2 separate regions of the Mus musculus genome follow, and region 1 is linked to region 2. Evidence: chromatin contacts called from public HiChIP or PLAC-seq data. All regions are on one chromosome and are shown on one strand. Each heading gives the region's core, a stretch centred on a gene start, on an enhancer-like site or on the middle of the called end of the contact. The rest is flanking DNA. Distances are from core to core; before and after follow the strand shown.

What was found. HiChIP or PLAC-seq counts read pairs in DNA pulled down with a chosen protein or histone mark.
Region 1: a contact with region 2 is called in an H3K27ac HiChIP or PLAC-seq map of bone marrow-derived dendritic cells, with 7 times the contacts expected there. The contact joins the promoter of A730035I17Rik here to the enhancer-like site in region 2. A contact is called at or near these places in 8 of 39 promoter capture datasets (the 3T3-L1 cell line, the C10 cell line, embryonic stem cells and 4 more), 1 of 15 datasets of contacts at CTCF or cohesin (large pre-B cells), 1 of 115 datasets of contacts at active chromatin or transcription factors (bone marrow-derived dendritic cells) and 1 of 9 other capture datasets (embryonic stem cells).

What each region holds. Positions count from the first base shown.
Region 1 is chr5:98,182,394-98,188,611 of GRCm38.p6, forward strand. It overlaps A730035I17Rik (RIKEN cDNA A730035I17 gene), which reads right to left and starts at 3,591. Exons shown (of 3, transcript NR_153823.1): 1 at 2,651-3,591; 2 at 2,325-2,375; 3 at 725-1,159. Prdm8 (PR domain containing 8) reads left to right here. Exons shown (of 4, transcript NM_029947.2): 2 at 896-1,116; 3 at 2,068-2,296; 4 at 2,631-5,055. The coding sequence starts at 898. The coding sequence ends at 4,249.
Region 2 is chr5:96,853,326-96,859,597 of GRCm38.p6, forward strand. No RefSeq gene overlaps it. Among named protein-coding and RNA genes, the nearest start is that of Gm33100, 23 kb to the right of the region's middle. Within about 2 kb of position 3,461, at least 20 of the 459 cell types and tissues checked have an H3K27ac peak or open chromatin away from gene starts, as enhancers often do. A contact at or near this core is called in bone marrow-derived dendritic cells, where this site is marked.

The DNA of each region.
Region 1 (6,218 bases), core at 2,341-4,840, 1.3 Mb after region 2:
AGGGCTGACCCCTTCTAGCCCAAACAGGGTGGTATCAAGGGAAGTGAGAATTCACCAGTCATTACACACAGAATTTCAGACAGGGGACACTTCAAGCCTGCCCTATACCTGCTCGCTTCATGGGCCACAGGCGACTCAATCCACCCTCTTGTATAACAAGGTAACTGGGATTCAACCTCATCCATAAATAAGCATGTCGAGAAAAAATAATTACCTCTGCTTGCTGCTTTTAATTAAAGCCTCAGAGGGACAGTGCTGGATTATGGTAATGAGCAGACATGCGTCCCTTCTTGTAGGCTGCAAAGAAAGGTTAGCTGACATAGAATTAGTGGCCCTGACACTCCACTTGAAATCCATTCGCCATGCTCCGTGGTCCCCGCCTGCTAGCTAAGGCTGCTCCCCTTGTTAGAAGAAAAGAAGAAATCACAATGAGACACTGGGCTTAGTACATAGGACAGGACTGTCCCCCAAAGATTAAAAGTGCGGGTTTTTTTTTTGGGGGGGGAGTTATGCAGTCAGAAATTTTGCATATGCTGGTTTTAAAGCAAACAAACCTACAAAAGCCCTACCTTCGCCCCAATGCCCCACTCTATAAATCCCGAGGTAGCATAGACACAGCCTGCTCCAGTCTTCACCGGCTCTCTATTTTCTTTTTCTCAAGCAGGAAGTGTGCTCCCATGCTTCCTGTTCCAGTTATTTAAAAGGAAGGAATAATACTTCGAAGTTGGCATCTTTAAAGCATGACAGATTGATCGGCTTTATTTTTAAAGTAGGAGCTATGTAAAAAAGCCGGCAAGTGCAAAGAAAATATGTCTGGTAGCGGAAACGCTCTGCCGAGGTTCGTAGCAGAAAAGGCAATAACAACTCTCTTCTCGTCCTGGGTATCTGTCTCCAGTGATGGAGGATTCAGGCATCCAGAGAGGCATCTGGGATGGAGATGCCAAGGCTGTCCAACAGTGTCTGACAGACATTTTTACCAGTGTATATACAACCTGCGACATCCCAGAGAACGCCATATTCGGTCCCTGTGTACTGAGCCATACTTCCCTGTATGACAGCATAGCCTTCGTAGCCCTCAAGTCCACGGACAAGAGAACAGTACCTTACATCTTCCGGGTGAGTCTCAGCAAGTGTGATGGAGGTGTCTGAGGGTAATTTCCTGTTGGGAGTGAGGAAGGAGACATCCTAAGGACAATGTAATCATCTGAGCAGTCAGAGCAGAGCGAACACAACAAAAATTAGAAAAGAAAAACTAGATTCAAATCATCAAGTGATTTTACTGAGAAAAAGAAAAAGACAATGCCAAGGTTGCCTGAATCGGTACTCTAGTTCTGGGTTCCCTAGATTAGGGCTTCCTAAATTGCTAAGGAGACCTTGTTAGTACTGGGGCTATTTACATATTAAGTAGTCCTTGAGAGAACTTTTACAAGTATTGAGTATATTTATTTTGTAACCTGGGAGGTCTCCCCATCGCCTGATTATTGCTTTCTTTAGTTAACATTAGCTAGTGTTCAGAGTTTGTATTTAAATTAAAACGTTAATTGTTTTGGCAGCAAAGCATCTATAATCCACGTTTGTGTTTGTAACAGGCCTCTTTCTTCCTAGTAGTTCTTTTTTTATTAATTATTTTATTTATTTACATGCTAAATGTTACTCCCAGTTTCCCCACCCCAGAGTTCCTAGTCTTTCATCATGAAGTAAAGCTGTTAGTCCTTCATGTCAGTTAGGAAGATGGGCGTGAGTGCCATAGAATAATTACTAAGACCCGAACTTGCCTTTTACTTCTGAAACACGGGAAATTTCCTCTCCTTTTGTCATGTGAGGTAACTGAAAGGGAGATTCTAAAGAGGCTACTCTGTAAGACTGACCCAATATTGCAAAGGATGGCCACTGTGCCCATTGACCACAAATGCAGGGATGCAGTTCGACTTTGGTCAACTTTTGCAAACTTGGTTTCAGATAATTGTTTGGAAAGAACAAAAGCCAGACAGATGAAATATCTCTGGTTTCTCTGGTTGCCGTCTTTCACGTGGATCCCTCTCTTCTTGTCTTTCTTAAATACTGTAGGTAGACACTTCGGCGGCAAATGGTTCCTCAGAAGGTCTCATGTGGCTGCGGCTGGTCCAATCAGCCCGAGATAAGGAAGAACAGAATCTCGAAGCTTATATAAAAAATGGACAGCTGTTCTACCGCTCTCTCCGCAGGATTGCCAAAGATGAAGAGTTACTAGTTTGGTACGGGAAAGAACTGACTGAATTGCTCTTGCTCTGCCCGTCTAGAGCTCACAAAATGAACGGTAGGTTGGCTCGGGTGCCTGGGCTCACCTTGCACATCATAGGGTGGACGAAGCTTCTGAGGTGTTGTCCCGAATGGAACTAGGACAGAAGGGGAAGGAAAAGTTGGGGAGCGTTTGACTTAGTAAATGCACAAATCAAGAAAGTAAGTTGCACCAAATAGGATAGTGTATTCATTTTTTTGGGCACTCAGCCCAGAAAGATAAAGTGGATTTGTTATGGGGAGGATGGCTAAGTGGCCTAGGGGCGATGCTAACTAACCATGTGGGGTGTGTGTGTGTGTGTGTGTGTGTGTGTGTGTGTGTGTGTGTGTGTGTGTGTTTGCTCACTAAGCAGGGTCGTCTCCTTACACATGCCTGGAATGCAGCCAACGTTTCCAGTTTGAGTTCCCCTATGTGGCACATCTGCGATTCCGCTGCCCCAAGAGACTTCACAGCACTGATGCGAATCCCCAAGACGAGCAAGGGGGCGGCTTGGGCACTAAGGACCACGGCGGCGGCGGCGGTGGTAAAGAGCAACAGCAGCAGCAACAGCAGCAGCAACAGGAGGCGCCGTTGATCCCGGGCCCCAAGTTCTGCAAAGCCGGCCCCATACACCACTACCCCGCGTCATCCCCGGAGGCGAGCAACCCGCCGGGCTCCGCGGGTGCCGGCAGCGCCAAGCCGTCCACGGACTTCCACAACTTGGCTCGGGAACTGGAAAACTCCCGGGGAAGCAGCAGTTGCGTAGCGGCCCCGGGCGTCGGCAGTGGCGGCAGCGGCCACCAGGAGGCGGAGCTGAGTCCCGACGGCGTCGCCACCGGCGGCTGCAAAGGCAAGAGGCGGTTCCCAGAGGAGGCGGCGGCGGAGGGCGGCGGCGCGGGGCTGGCGGGCGGCCGTGCGCGCTTCTCCGAGAGGCCGCTGGCGACCTCCAAGGAGGAGTTGGTGTGCACGCCGCAGCAGTACCGCGCCGCCGGCAGCTACTTCGGCCTGGAGGAGAACGGCCGGCTCTTCGCGCCGCCCAGCCCGGAGACTGGCGAGGCGAAGCGCAGCGCCTTCGTGGAGGTGAAGAAGGCGGGCCGCGCGGTGGGCTTGCAGGAGGAGGCGGCGGCGACAGACGGCGCAGGGGGCACGGCCGAGGACCCCGACGCGGGAGGCGGTGTCGCCGGCGGCGGCAGCAACGGCTCGTCCACCCCCGCGGCGGGGTCGCCTGGGGCCCCCGAGAAGTTGCTGGCTCCGCGTCCCGGAGGCTCTCTGCCCGGACGGCTGGAGGGCGGGAGCCCCGCGCGCGGCAGCGCCTTCACCTCGGTGTCGCAGCTGGGCGGCGGTGGCGGCGCGGGGACCGCGGGGACTGCGGGGGGCTCGGGGGGCGGCCAAACGGCCGCATCGGACGAGCGGAAGAGCGCCTTCTCGCAGCCCGCGCGCTCCTTCTCGCAGCTGTCCCCGTTGGTCCTCGGCCAGAAGCTGGGCGCTCTCGAGCCGTGTCACCCGGGAGACGGCGTGGGTCCCACCAGACTCTACCCGGCCGCCGCCGATCCGCTGGCTGTGAAGCTGCAGGGGGCAGCGGACCTGAACGGAGCCTGCGGGCCCCTGGCGAGCGGCGGTGGCGGTGGCTTGCCCAAGCAGAGCCCCTTCCTCTACGCCACCGCCTTCTGGCCCAAGAGCTCGGCTGCGGCGGCAGCGGCGGCGGCGGCCGCCGCCGGGCCCCTGCAGCTGCAACTGCCCTCCGCGCTCACCCTGCTGCCGCCCTCCTTCACTTCGCTGTGTCTGCCCGCGCAGAACTGGTGCGCCAAATGCAACGCCTCCTTCCGCATGACCTCCGACCTGGTGTACCATATGCGGTCTCACCACAAAAAGGAGTATGCCATGGAGCCCCTGGTGAAGCGGCGGCGGGAGGAGAAACTCAAGTGCCCCATTTGCAACGAGTCCTTCAGGGAGCGTCACCACCTGTCCCGGCACATGACCTCGCATAATTAATTGTTGCGTAAAAGACTCCGGCTTTCCACGCGTGTGCACGCACAGTCAAGCCACCTGCAGGAGCAGACACGCGAGGATGACATCCACCACTACCTTATGCCCCCAAACACTGCAACCAAACACGTGCACACACAGGTCCCTCCCCTCGCCAGGAGCCTCATCATCCAAATGTTTAATTTCACACACACACACACACACACACACACACACACACACACACACGCACGCACGAACGCACACACGGACGCACGCACACGATGCACAGGATGGTGGATTTTGGATTGGGTGGGTTGTTTGAGCGGGGTTTTCTTTTGAATGCACGAATTTTCACTTTCCCAAAAACAAAAGTACATTTTTAAAAAAATGTCATATATTGCAACATATTGATGCATTTGTCATACGTTTCTACTTAAATTATTAAGCACTTATGGTTTAGATGTAATAATTATATGTAAGGACAAAGTTTATTTTAGATATAAAGTAATGGAGGAAGAGGAGATGCGTTCTGCATTTCCTGATGACAGCTGTGTTCTTACAAAAATAAACAAAATGGATAAAAAGGGGGGCGCCATTCGGTTTAAGTTTCCAGGGGGAAGTGCATGTATCATGAAATGATTATGGACTTCAGTGAAGAATGTCATCAATGATGTAAATATGTATTCCCTTTTAATACAAAGTGTAATTTTGTGCCAGTGACATGGAGTCTGAATAGTTATGTGTTTCTTCTATCCCTAAGAGATTTATTAAACGGTATAGTTTATCCAGGTATGTTGGATGCTTTGACAATAAATAACTATTTTCCTCAAAGCAAATATTTGGAAAGTTTACAAAAAATATTTTTAGGTCAGTATAATACTTTGGATAGTTGATGCCTTTTCGTTGACTCCTTGAAAAGAAGCAAGGAGACCACAGCTTCCTCTGCAGGTATTAACTACAAGCCAGTTTTGAGCCTAAGGGTGTTGATTGTCACTTGAAGATTCTCTATCTGAAAGGTGTTGGGTTTAAGGATCAAGGACAAATCACTTAGGTGCAGTAATTGCCATACAGGTTCCCTGTCAGAACTTTGTAGGTGTCTCTTCCAGAAGGAAAAGAATTACTCTCCACATAAGTGACCAATCTGCATTTTTTAAGCCCACTTTAGGATCTAGTAGTGATACTTCCCCCAAGGGATGTCCTACATTCTAGAACTTCAAGCTTCCTATCATCCATTAAGGACACATAGAGAATCTATCAAGTAATACAATTTGAAAGACCGAGGTTTGCTGATGGTATATCAAAGGCCTCCGTGTCCACACATGTCTATCTGGGAGTGATCCTGAGACAAAGATACCGAGGAACCAACTGGTTCTTTATGAAAAGTCGCTGTCATCTTGGCTTCTGACTTCAGTTCTTAGAGAACATCATGTTTGTGTCTGGTGTACACTGAAGCCTCTACACTAAAAACCAAATGACCAATGAGCCTTCTTTGCAGCAACCTCACCCCCACCAACACACACACACACACACACACACACACACACACACACACACACACACCTCTCTCTCTCTCTCTCTCCTTCCCTCCCCTCCCCCCTCCCCCCATTGAACCCTTAACTACACCTCCCTTTTTGTTGATTTCCCCCTTCCATGTGAAGGATGCTTGTGGAGAGATCTCTAGTGGGAACTTCACACATGTCTTCATCTCAAGGCTTTTCAAAAACTTTCCCTAAAGGATTTTGAAGCCTTCATTGTTTTAAGGCCACCAGACAGCAAGTTGCATTTAGAACAGGGACCCTGTTGTAGGGGTGATAAATGTATTCAGGGAATATGGCCACTTTGGTGGAAAAGCTGTTTGTCTACCTTGGAGTCATTCGAATACTATTTTGGCACTATAATCCTTTGAGGCCTGCTTTCAGTTTCCCCACATAGTCTGATGACTTTACACTCAACCTGCTCCAAGTGTAAGTAAGGAAAGGATGGTCCAAAACGT
Region 2 (6,272 bases), core at 2,211-4,710:
GGCATGGGTCCTGCTCTATAGTATGATTGATATACACAGTGAGACTCCACTGGAGAAAACTGACTTGCAGTTCCTTGAGTTTAGTTTCTCAGCAGGTATCAACTGTAAATAACTTCTTGGTTAGAGATGGGACTCTGTCCAATTTGTCCCATCAGTGCCAGGACACATCTGGATTGAACTGGTGCAGGTGTTGTATGTGCTGCCACAGTCTCTGTGAGTTCATATGAGTTCTGAGACTCTCACAACAGCTGGCTAGACCAGCTGGAAGCTGCTTCTGCCTCTGGTTATCCTAAGGGACTAGAGACTGCAGATACTTATGTAAGCGCTATGTGCCTGAGGGATAAAAGCCGGATAGAACATGGAGGCAGAGCCATGACCTTAGGATCAGGATGCTCAGATCTGGAAGACCCTGTTTCCTTGGAGTCATTCCTCAGCTACAGCCATTCTTCCTCCTCTTCTGCAAAGATCCCAGATTCTTGACAAGACAGGCTTGATGACAACGCCCCATCAAGTGCTCAGACTTCTCTCACTCTGTATATTGTCCAGGTGTGATTCTATGTCAGTTATATTATTTTTACTTTAATCATAAGATAATCATACAAAGCAGCTATTATTATTAGTTTGGAGATTGAAGGATGATTACTTAAATAGTTCTAGACATTCTTGATCTAGTGATATTGATCCTGGGGTCGTTTGGGACAGAGCCTCGGTCCTGGCAGTCCTCACAAGCTAGGTTAGGGCACTTGTCCTCGATAGATCAGTTAAGGAAATAGGTAATAATGAAAAACAGAAAAGAATTTATTCAATACAGTAACATTTGAAAGAAGAACAAAGAAAGATATTCAGTGGTGTGCAAACCCATCAATAAATGTGGCATCTGGGTTTAAATAGAGGGAAAGAGGTGGGCATAACTACGCAGTCAGGGTCGAGATGTGACCACCACTAACCCCCTGTCTAGGCTCTCATCTGTCCTACAAGATGGTCTGACAAGTTGTGAGGGTCTCTTTTCCAGAGACAAGCTCCTTTTCTGGTTGGCATCTTGGGAATGATTGTCTCCATAATTTGAAGGAAAAGTTGTCTCTCTGTAGTATATCTTCATACCTACCACACAGTTGCAAGATCTTACCTCAAAAAGAAAGACGATTCTGCTACCTTATATCATATGTTATTATAGTGTTAGTCAAGGAGGGTGGTTTTCATTGCCTCTGATTTCCACAAGGTGGCAGGTCAACTTCAAAGCCAGATGGTTGGTTTTGTGTCCAAGTAACAAAATCTATTTTACTTGTTTAAGAGTAGTTAGTCCAGATAGGAACTACGTGGAAACATGCTTTGCAGAGTGCATGTCATATTCCAGGAGTCTTGTTGTGACTGTAAACACTTTCTCAATGAAGATTACGTAACTCAGTTCTTTGCTGTTCATCATTCTCGGGGAAGTCTGCATTTATATGAAGTATGTGTATGTGCGTGCATGTGTGCGTGCGCGCGCGTGTGTGTACATATATATATATATATATATATATAATACATTTGTATGTATATATGTATATACTATATGTGTCTGAGTGTGTGTATACTAGCTTAGTCATGGATCACCTTCACTGATGAGTATCTGCAAGTCAGCTCACTGAACACTGGTTAATCCATGAAGACAGTGAAGGAGAAACTTTGCAATCTGGAAGGAGCCCTGGCCTTGTAATATGGTGAACGTTAGAAGGCAGGAGACTCTAGATCAAGAATATACTTGGTCTGGAGATTAGGTGCTTCAAAAATGGCAAATGAAGATACTGGATAGAAGGTTCTCAAAGAACCTACTCGTGCTTTTGAAGGAAATGTTTAGGGTAATGTGATCCAGAATTTACTTCTGTATATTTTCTGCTGTCCATTTTCATATCATTTGCATGCCATGTTGATAGCCTCCAATTTCTGCATCTGAATTGTCTTGAATGCATTGGGTTTGGAATCAGATCAGTCTGGGCTCAGATCTTGGCTTTCTACTTAACTACAACAACGTGTATGTAAATCAGTATGTAATTGGCAAATACTCCTCTCTTTGCAACCTGATACTTCAGCTACAAGTAAGTCCTTACCCAAAAGAGTTATGAATATTTAATGACATGAAGAGTATTAGAAAGTTAACTCAATAAAATTCAATTAGTGGAGAAAGACATAAAATCATTTGCCCTGCCATACTAACCTGAGGTGGCCAGAAGAAAGATACCTAAGCAACTACCTAGGGCATCACTACCACAAATGAATGTGTGATGGAGAGATGGGAAGATGGAGTTTGTGGTGGTGAGATAGAGGAAAAAGCAAAGCCAAGGGGTTTGTATACTATGGAGAAATATGGAACTGGAGACTGAACAGCAGCAAGATGAGGAGGCCATGGTGGTCTCCACATGGTCTTAGCCCAGGTCTCTGCCACAAAAGGCCATGTCTGGATTCATGATGCAGCTAGGGTCTGTGTCATTGTCTGTGGCCTGAGTTACCACCAAAGGTGAAAACCATGTGGATGTCTGAGGGTGTGCTGGCATGGGGGTGAAGGGGATGATGTACTGATCTGAATAGCGCATCACCTGAGGCCATGGGACATCCAGGCCCAGGTTGTTGCTAGGGATCATGTCTGGGTTCATGGTCCTAGGGCATCATGGGTCTGTGTTGATGTCCCTTGGGCATGCAAGCGCTGGCTGGCTCTATACCTTGTGGGAGATGTTCTCCCCTTCCTTACCTCTTTCCAGCCTTGGCCCTGAGGTTATGAGAGCAGAAGAGCTGTCTCTGCCCCTCACTGATTGTAGCACTAAGGAGTGTGGGCTCTACACCTTGCCAGAGCAGCACAGTACAGCTGACTCTGGTGGCAGGGGTGCAGATGAGCCAGGCCCAAGAACATGAGAGCAGGAGATTTGACCCTGCCCCTCGCTGAATGCAGCATTAAGTGAGCTAGCCTGGGAACTACTGGAGAGCTTGCCCCAATGGTATGGGCCTAGGAAGACTAACCAAATCATCTACCTCCCAGGCCCAGATCCAGAACCAAATAGGGCTTTGAGTTGTCCTACCCCAACATCTACCCCATCTATGATCTGCTAGAGCATGTGAAAGGGCTGGACCAGCAGAGGCAAAGCTAGAGCATCTCCATGATACAGGACAACAACAGGATATCTGAGAGGGGTGAAGACCCAGTATTGATAGTGTAACAGAAGCCAGAAGCCTCAAACCAGACTAATGATTCATTGCCATAAACATTTGCAAGTAAAGATGTGTGACAGAAGGATACACTGTGTGACACACAGTGACACACGACAGATGTTTTGTTTTTTTGGTTGGTTGGTTGGTTGGTTGGTTTGATTTTTTACTTTTATTTTTTATTTTCTTTAGGGAAGAGGTTACAAGGGTGGAGCGCGAGGGCAAAGACATGAGTGGGATAGGGGAACATGATGTGCAAGAGGTTTCAGAAACCTTACTTAGTAGTCTGGGGACATGACTCAGTGGGTAAAGTCGCTGTCTGGTGAGCAGAAGCCCTGGAGTTTAGTTCCTAGTACTATGTAAATCAGCAGGAAGTGTTCAGCAAACAACTGAAGAAAAAAAATAAATACAATTTATTTTAGTCTCTCAGTAAAATATCTCTAAATCTTTGGGGGACGTCTTTGGGGAAATATCTCTTTCATAAAGGGAATCAAACACGTATAGTTTCATGATTACCGGACTGGACAACAGATTCACGCTCAAGCCAGGACAGCACAGGTTTCTATTGTTGCAGATAGCTGTGTGGTTCTGGTAAGTCAGTGTAGCTGCACACTTGACCCAGTGCCTTCACCCTGTAAAGTGCTCCATAAGTGCTAGCCATTGTTCTCTGGCTCCATTTGGAAAACTTACAATGGCTTGTACTCATTCATTTGGGGGATGTAGGATGCTGTGAAGTTCTCTTGAGTTTGCAATTCTGAGAGAAGATAAAAGTTGACCTCCTGGTAATTCCCCTCCTGCAAGCCTTGCTTTATGAAGCACGGAAAGTACCCCCAAATTTCTTTTCAAAACTACCCAGTTAGTGAGTAGACTCAGACCCTCCCACTCACTCTCTCAACATCTCCTCTAGTCCCTGAGAACCAAGTGAGATTGGTGACTTTGTACTTAAGTCACTTTGCTGCTCTGTTGTTTCTTCCAGTTAAAGTAAGTCTTTCCTGATGACATCTTCTCCGCCATGAGTAGCCCTGCTTAGAGACTACAGTCTGCGTGTTCTTCCATCACCTTTTCAATGTCAAAGAGGGAGAGTTTCAAAGAAGGGCAGTTACCCAATAGCACTAATGTTAAATGGCTGCTGTGTGTTGGGCTAATCTTGTGTGCACTGTGTCAAGGTTACCTTTGTATTATTCAAGTGCTGATTCTGTATGGGCAGAGATTTGAACACCGGAAGGCTTTATATTGTTATTTTTATGACATATCACCTATCTCTGTGTTATGTAAACATCTTCTCCATCGCCTTCTGACTGGTTTACTAAATGGTAGAGCAGCCTATAGCAAAGCAGGAGAGGAAAGTTGTAACTTCCGGGTAGAGATGGGAATTCTGGAAACACACACACACACACACACACACACACACACACACACACACACACACACGGGAAGGTGCTGGAACTGAAGGAGAAGTAACTAATGAGCCACATGGCAGAATTTAGATCCGAATAAATGGGTTAATTAAGTTATACAAGCTAGTTGGGAAATAGCCTGAGCTAAGGCCTGAGCTATCATAAATAATAATTGTCTCTGTGCCATTACTGGGTGGCTGGTGGGTCTGAGGCAGTCTGGGCAATAGCTGCAGTATGCTTGAAAAGGAAATGCCAGACTTCAACCCAAGCCAGCCAAACAATTCATCCAAACCACACTGTGCACACAGGAAAACTGGTTGTCTGCACCTCCTTCCAGTCTCTCTGGGTGCAACTCTAAGAGGGTGAAAAGAGCCACAGTCCCAAGTGGCTTTGCTAGCCCTAGGGTTGCACTAAAGCAACTGGTGTGGTTTGCTGACACTGATCACCTGGGTGGTGGTGGAGAGAGAGCTGAAGAGGACATTGAAATCCTTCCTCCTGCAGGAATGAGCCCCAGTGAGGAGGAGAAGAAAGCAGAGAACAAAGAGTGAGGCAGTAGGTGACAATGAGCCTCAATTAGCAACTACTTTCAAAGAACAATGGCACACTGGTCTAGGTGGTCTACAGTGTCTACCTCAGATGGCCTTCACAGATCTGCCATATGGAAACACCTACTTCTTTTGTGTTGTGCTATGTTAGAAAGCCAAGTCCTCATAAGAGAAACTGAGCTCACCCACTGCAAATCCTCCTGAAGCAGGTGTTCACAGAGCTCTTCATGGGAAACGTTGACTTCCGTGCTCACCACTCCAAGCAAGCTCCTCCAGCCTTTCAGTTCTTCAATACTTACTTCATGGTGACCATGGGTGAAGCTTCATGGTAACCATGGGTGAAGCTATGTTACTATGTGCTAGGGTTATGAAGATGAATAAAGCCACACGTTTTCTGGTTTCAAGAAATTGCTGTTCTGTGTACAGAATGTTGTGTTCAAAGGGGTCTGGTTAAAAAACAAACAAACAAACAAACAAACAAGCAAGCAAGCAAAACCACAAAAAACACCTGGTCGAAGAATCCAGTGACATGATTGTTCCATTAGGGGGAAGGTTTCTGTTTGTTTTTATTCTCTCATGTTAAGCATCCCCTCCCTCTCCTCCTCTTAGCCCCCAACCTCATCTCCCCTCTCCCCTAGACCACTCCTCCTCCATAAAGAGCAAGCTTCCCAGTGATACCAACCAAACATGACATAACAAGATGCCACAAAACTAGGTACACACCCTCATATCAAGGCTGGATAACGCAACTCAGTTGGAGGAAAAAGGTTCCAAGAGCAAGCAAAAGAGTCAAGATACCCCCACTCCCATTGTTAGGAGTCGAACAAACACTCCAACCTAGACAACTGCAGCATGAGTACAGAGAACCTGCGTAGGCTCTGTGGTTGCCTCTTCAGCCTCTATGAGCCCTTATGAAGCCTGCTTAGTTGATTCTGTGGGTCTTGTTTTTATGGGATCCTTAAACCCTCTGGCTCCTATGATCTTTCTACTTCCTTTTCTGTAGGGTTCCCTAATATTTAGGTGTGGTGTTATGCCCGAGTTGCAGAGAACCCAAAGACCACCAAGGAGCCAATTCCAATGGAAACACACGAGGGTCTTCACCTTGTGTGAAGCAAGGCCGCTCACTGTCACTGTCTCAGCAGGTCAGAAGTGA